Linked DNA regions of Mus musculus: region 1 is linked to region 2. Evidence: chromatin contacts called from public Micro-C data. All regions are on one chromosome and are shown on one strand. Each heading gives the region's core, a stretch centred on a gene start, on an enhancer-like site or on the middle of the called end of the contact. The rest is flanking DNA. Distances are from core to core; before and after follow the strand shown. Region 1 overlaps Dennd5b (DENN/MADD domain containing 5B). Region 2 holds the start of Ipo8 (importin 8).

What was found. A called contact is a pair of places that touch in the nucleus more often than the background predicts.
Region 1: a contact with region 2 is called in a Micro-C map of embryonic stem cells, with 4 times the contacts expected there. The contact joins the enhancer-like site here to the promoter of Ipo8 in region 2. A contact is called at or near these places in 3 of 39 promoter capture datasets (embryonic stem cells, liver and pre-B cells), 2 of 484 Hi-C or Micro-C datasets (embryonic stem cells and nephron progenitors), 1 of 115 datasets of contacts at active chromatin or transcription factors (embryonic stem cells) and 3 of 9 other capture datasets (adipose tissue, liver and pancreatic islet).

What each region holds. Positions count from the first base shown.
Region 1 is chr6:149,017,005-149,020,224 of GRCm38.p6, forward strand. It overlaps Dennd5b (DENN/MADD domain containing 5B), which reads right to left. Exons shown (of 21, transcript NM_177192.3): 12 at 2,337-2,418; 13 at 1-106. Among named protein-coding and RNA genes, the nearest start is that of Gm25539, 51 kb to the left of the region's middle. Within about 2 kb of position 1,642, at least 7 of the 459 cell types and tissues checked have an H3K27ac peak or open chromatin away from gene starts, as enhancers often do. A contact at or near this core is called in embryonic stem cells, where this site is marked.
Region 2 is chr6:148,829,687-148,833,151 of GRCm38.p6, forward strand. It overlaps Ipo8 (importin 8), which reads right to left and starts at 1,781. Exons shown (of 25, transcript NM_001081113.1): 1 at 1,478-1,781. The coding sequence starts at 1,561. It overlaps 2610017A05Rik (a long non-coding RNA gene), which reads left to right and starts at 1,934. Exons shown (of 2, transcript XR_869626.1): 1 at 1,934-2,022; 2 at 3,179-3,428.

The DNA.
Region 1 (3,220 bases), core at 392-2,891, 190 kb after region 2:
CAGCTGCTTGAGGTGCTGCGACAAGAGCTTCTTTTCCAGGGACAACCTTATCCACGCCCGCGCCCGTCCAACGTCAGTCTTGATCTCAGTCATGTTCTGAATATGCCTAAAAAAATCACAGCCAACAAGCAAGACATTGTTTTTGCATTTAAATAATCTTGTTTTTATACAACTTATATGAAATACTTTTTCTTAAAACAATGCATCCACTTCAAATAAATCATAGTTAAAATAAAAACTCAAGATGACACGAGTCCCATGTGTCTTATGTCTTTCTGTTGCATGGATGACAAGCAGCATCCAGTTACATTGATGGGTGAAAGACCCAAAATAATTATACAATTTTAACATTTTCCCATTTTTAAACTGTCCTTAAAGAAAGTCATATGTAGAGAACTACACTATCTTTACAGTAGTCTAGGAGAGCAATCATGCCATCTGAGATAGACTCATGTTTTACAAAAAAAAAAAAAAAAAATCTGTTAATTACTGAAATTAGCAAGGATTTGCTTAACTTGCTCCATAGTCCCACATGACCCAGAAACAAGAATACACATGGACATACACAAACATGCATACACGAACATGAGTATACACATGAACACACATGCACACACACGTGCACACATACAAATTATACCAACAAAGTATAACTTTAAGAGAACTCAGTGACTTTTTGTTTGTTTTGAGACATGTTTAGCTCTGGCTCTTTTGAACATCATTATGTAGACTAGGCTGGTCATAATAAACTCAGAGATCTGCTTGCTTCTGCCTCCAAGAGTTGGGATTAAAGACATGTGTCACCATAAAAGGTACAAAAAGTCAGAAGTGTTACAATTATTTTCTAAATCACATATTTTTCAAGGCAGGGCTTCTCTGTGTTCTGGAATTTGCTCTGTAGACTAGGCTGGCCTTAAACTTGAGAGATCTACCTGCCCCTGCCTTCTAAGTGCTGGAACTAAAGGCATGGCCCTCCACTGCTGGTAGAAAATGCTAAATTTTAATACTTGTATTTTTTTAAGCTACAATTTGCCAGGCAGTGGTGGCTTGAGGCAGAAACAGGACAATCTTTTGAGCTCTGAGGCTAACTTGGTTTACAGAGTGAGTTCCAGGACAGACAGGGCTACACAGAGAAGCCCTTTCTTGAAAAACAAACAAACAAACAAACAATCATACATACATACAAAAATCTGTATCTTTCTGAGACCAATTTTCTGCTAAGTATCTGTTGCTATTTACAGGGTTTTTTGGTCTATATATGTATAGATAACAGGCATTTTAGAGACTTTTCAAAAATCCAAACAGGAGACATTGTAGTTTAGAAAACTCTTCTGCTCCACCTTCCCTTTTTATTTAATGTCAGAAAGAACAAAACAAAACAGCACAACAGTAAAACAGTAAGACTGGGGCTGGAGAGACTGGGGCTGGAGAGGTGGCTCCCTGGCTAAGGGTGTTTGCTGCTTTTGCAGAAGACTCAGTTGGTTCTCAGTGCCTACTAACAAGAGCTAACTACTAAGTCAGCTAACAACCATCTCTAGTTCTGGTTCTAGGAGATCCAGCTTCTGCGTCGTCTGAACTCTAGGGGTCACCAGGCGTGCATATGGTTTTGTTGCAGGATTTTCCTTGTCCAATTACATTAGGGCAGCAGGAGGCCTGTGATTGGACAGGGAAAAGGGAGGCGGAGCTAAGAGTTGCAGGGAAAGAGAGCATGGGGTGGGGGTGAGAGAAAGAGAGAGAAGGAAGGAAAAATGGAGGCAGATGTGAACCAGCGTGCCTTTAACCAGCCATAGGTAGTTATGAATATTAGAATATTTGGGATAAAGCTTTTATCGTTATCAATTGGTTCTGAAATTATTGTATTGGCATCTTGTAAACTGAGAATTTATTGATACATAAATCTGATTGGTTAATTATAAGGCTCAAGAATTTTGCTTTACTTGGTTACTGGAATGTGGTACCACCAAAAGTAGAGAGAACTAGTAGCTCCAGGGACAAGCGAGCCAGACGCTATGGGGGCTGGCTGGAGAGACGCTATGGGGGCTGGCTGGAGAGACGCTATGGGGGCTGGCTGGAGAGAGCTGCTCCCGGAGAGTTGGCGGGTTGAGAGAAGCAGGAGCAGGAGAGTTGGCGGGTTCATTTTTAATATTTCCCGCAACATGGTTTATGTATGTGTCCTTCCACAGGTCAACACTAATACTCATAAGATAAATATAAAATAAATAAATAAAAATATTATATTATGATGATACTTTCTTCAGAATATATAATCAAAAGGTATAGTTATTACTTGAGCAATATAGGTGAAAGCTACATTTATTACCATGTGTAACAAATACCTCATGTCTTGAATAAGAGAGACTCTGAGTGTTGGTAACATAACTCCTGAGTCAGATTTTCTTCTTTCTGGTCCAAGGGCAACTATGTAGAAAAATATTAGCAAAGTATTAGGACAATAACAGTAAGAATTTATACTTTAGTTGTTTTTTTTTTTCAAGACAGAATCCTTTTGTGTAACTCTGGCTGGCCTTGAACTCACATAGATCCACATGCTTCTGCCTCCCAAGTGCTGGTTCTGATGGGGTATAGCACCATGAGATTATAATATAAATACATCATGTCAGCCTTCCCTTTCCTCACTCTAAACCCTCCCATGTGCCTTCCACTCCCCACAATTTTGCTCTTTCAGAATCATGGACTCTTTTTTTTCATTAGATGTGTGTGTATTTTAAGATTTTATTTATTATTATATCTAAGTACACTGTAGCTATCTTCAGACACACCAGAAGAGGGCATTGGATCTCATTAAGGATGGTTGTGAGCCACTATGTGGTTGCTGGGATTTGAACTCATGACCTTCGGAAGAGCAGTCATTGCTTTTAACTGCTGAACCATCTCTTCAGTCCGTATATGTATTTCTAAATACATAAATACAACCTACTCAGTCTGTATGATGTTACTTGTTTGTGTATGTTTTCAGGGCTGACCATTTAGTATTGATACTTTATTAACACAGTAAACTAGCTGTGGCCACAGTTGGAAACAAGCTATGTGAAAGAATATGACTCTTAAAGAGTCTTGGAGATAAACACACATTTTTTTCCTGGAATTTAATTTAACAACACAATAGCATAATTGATCCTGACAAAATAAAAAAAGAAAGGTTATTGAGATAGAGCAGTGGATAAAGGTACCTGCCACCAAACCCAACAACCAAATTAAA
Region 2 (3,465 bases), core at 531-3,030:
GTCTGGGACAGATACTGACACTAAGTGTCTCTTATTCTGGGGTGACAGTCCTTTCCTTTTTGAGACATCAAAGCATCCTTTTTGGCCATTCAATTCAACAAAACCTTGTGTGTGTTAGGATTACAGGACTGAGCAGAGTTGGAAATCACATAGGTAAGGCCTCAGGAATTCTTGGTTGAACACTCTACAGCCGAGCCAGATAGATATTAACAGGGTCTCGACTTTCGTTCTTACCTCTTGAGGATCCTGGATTCACGTGTCCCTCAAACACCACAGATTGTCAGTTAATATTTCTCTTTCAAGATTCAAAACATCTTTTATAACAAAAACAAACCTCTACTAGGGCAAACACACTGGCCAAGAAGAATCCTTATACTTCAGGAGGCACAGAATTGCCTGGGGAGCCACTTAAAACACAAACTTGTTTCTATTCCCAGGTTTTCAGGTTCTTTACATCAGGGATGAAGCCCATAATTTGCATACCCAACCGTTTTCAGAGAAGCATAGGCCACTGGTCTTAGCAACCCCTCAAGATCCACTAATTAAGGAATATCCCTTCACACTTGTAGCAAGCTCAATTGTCAAGCCATGTAAGGAAATTTTAATTTGTACATTTTAGTAAGAGGATGATAGTCCCTCTTACATGAGCAGAACCAGAGCTTGTGATATTACAATTCTGAAAGGTTGGGCCAGATGTGGTAACACACACCTTTAAACCCAGCAGACTAGAGGCAGAGGCAGAAGCAACAGGCAGATTTATGAGTTCCAAACCAGCCTGTTTAACACAGAATTCCAGGTTAACCAGAACTACACAGTGAGACCCTGTCTCTGAAATGAAAGGAAGAAAAAAAAGGAGGAGGAGGGAGAAGTATGGTATGGACAAAAAAAAAAAAAAAAAAAAAAAAAAAAGACGAGAGTAACACTGGAACAATGAATGTCTAGACTGCTTAGAAAAATGGAAAGCAGCTAAAGCAAAGTCACACACATTTCAGTATTCCAAAGAAATGCCTCAAATATTGTATTACTGGCCGGCCCAGTCTTTGAAATGGTACGGGGAAACCGCGTGCCCTTCCTAGAACTCTCTCGGACAGTGCTGCCCAGCGCTCCAGCAATACTGTGCCATGATCCACACTGCCACCGCCAGAAGCAGGCGAGGGGCAGGGTTTCCGACAGCAACACCTGAAAAGGGCGGGTCCGGAGAAAAGCTAGCTTAGCTTTGGTGAATTTTCCCACCGCGTCTCCACGTAAGCGCATTAAAGGAAAAGAAAACACACCCAAAGACCACTATCAATGGTTTCGTAGCTTCTTTGTGCTATGTGTCCAAGAGAACTGAGCAAGTGCACCAAGAAAAGGACAGATAGCCAACAGGTGCTCCAGTTGCTCCGCAGGGGTCCTGGTCTCAGGCTGGGGTTGGAGGAGAGAGGGAGAGAAGGGAGAAGAGTAGGAAAAAGAGAAAGAGGGGCAGCCCCTCGCTCACCTGGTTAAGCTCCGTCTCAGCTGCAATTCTCAGCTTTGGGTCGATAGTGCCCTTCAGCGCCTGGATGATCCGATTGAGGTCCATGTCCGCGGGCGGGAGCTCGGGTCCCAGAGCCAGCAGGCCGGGTTGCAGCCGGGATGTCTCCTGGCCCTTTTTGGCCCCCTCTACCTCAGGGGACCACCTCACCCCCACCCCCTGCCGCTGCCACCACCGCCTGCAGCTACTTGCTGCGCCACTCTGACTCCGCGCCCCCTGTCCTCCCTCCTTCCCCCCGACAACTCTCTCTCCATTCACCTTTTACGACAGCCGGTGGGAGGTGGAAGAGGAAACGGAGACTCCTTTACGGCTGCCTCTTCCCCTGGCGTGCTGCACTGACCAGCACCCGCCAGAGACGCCATGATGCTCGTCTCAGGAGCCGGCATTCATTGCACAGCGGTGCTGCTACAGGAAGTCGCTCAAGTTTGTTCCAAACACCAGACTCCCGCAGACGGCCGCCATGATGCGGTACGGAAATCCTAGCTTGTCCACCCACTGGTGTGACCAAAGTAAGTTAATTGGCCTGGCATCTATTTACAGTTGTTGCAAATTAGGCATATCTAAAGGGAGTGGTACTTTTTGTTCGAGAACTCTGAACATCACAACTGAGCTGTTTCAAGACAAACTTACTGGAATCCTGAACTTACGTAGCTTACAGAAGAGGTTTCCTTTAATGTTTGAGCGCCACCCTTTATCCTGCCATTCATTCTTTGAACATTTGTTAAAAATGTTTACAGACAGGCACCATGTTATAATAACAAGATAAAATTTAATGCAGGTTTGTATGTATGAAAACTCAAAATCTAATAGATAATCAAATGTGTGTGTGTGTGTGTGTGTGTGTGTGTGTTTCTCTTTAGAGTGTAAAAACACAAAAATGCAGTAGTCAAGGAAACTATATGACCAAAAGTGCCCAAAATGTCCAGACTTTCACTGTGAAAGGCAAGAAGGGTTATGCTGTTTCCATCTACAACTGCAAAGCATACAAAACATAAAGTAAAGATGATTGTGGGCAAATGCTGCTGAGATGTGATCCTCCAAGGAGCATATAATTACGATGTATTGGTTCAATTAAATTTAAGAACAGTGTAGAAAATGAGACAGGATGTATGCTATATGACTGATTGCTTCCAGCAATGCCCATTTCAGTCCATTATGCACACAGCCATCAGAATGAAAAATGCATTTTCAATTTGAAATGTTACCTTTGCTACCTGCACCCCCAATTTCCTTTACTTATGATATCAACTCTAATAGACCTTTGAGTGGAAACATCTAGTTTCTTTGGAAAGTTATGTCAAATGATGGTTTGCAGGAGCACACAGGTGGATGTCAGTGCTAAAGCAGACACAGGTAAAAGGATATTTTGCTGGAGCAGACACAGGAAAAAAGTTTTTCCTCTAGCAGACACAGGTGAAAGGATGTCTTGATATAGCAAACACGTGAAAGGATGCTTGATGAAGGAGTATAAATATGACCCCCAAAGACAGTGGGAAACAAGCAATGAGCGTTGGTTTGCTCTGCCTTGCTAACACTCTATGAGCCTTCTATTGTTGCGTTCAACTTGTGGTAACACCAGCACTGAGAAAAATTCGTCCAAGAACTGCTTGTGAAGTTCCTGCAGCAGCTAGTAGCTTCTGCTGGTGAACCTGGCAATTTCTTCAGGATTGAACAACAGCTTCTGGTTCCTGCCTAGTGTCTGCCTGCCTAGAGAACTGGTCTGCAGCTGCTGAGTCTTATTTGGTGATTGCTACAGGACTGAACTACTGAGAAAGATCAAGCTCACCCACAAAGAAATACTGCTGAACAGGCTCACTCTCCCCGTACCCTAATAACTTTTCTCTTCCACTACTTCTGCTGGATGGTGGGCTAAAGGAGAGGGTGAACTCTTATTAAAGTAGGTTGCAAAAAATTATTACAAGCCTTTTTCACTGTTTTTGATACAAGATCTC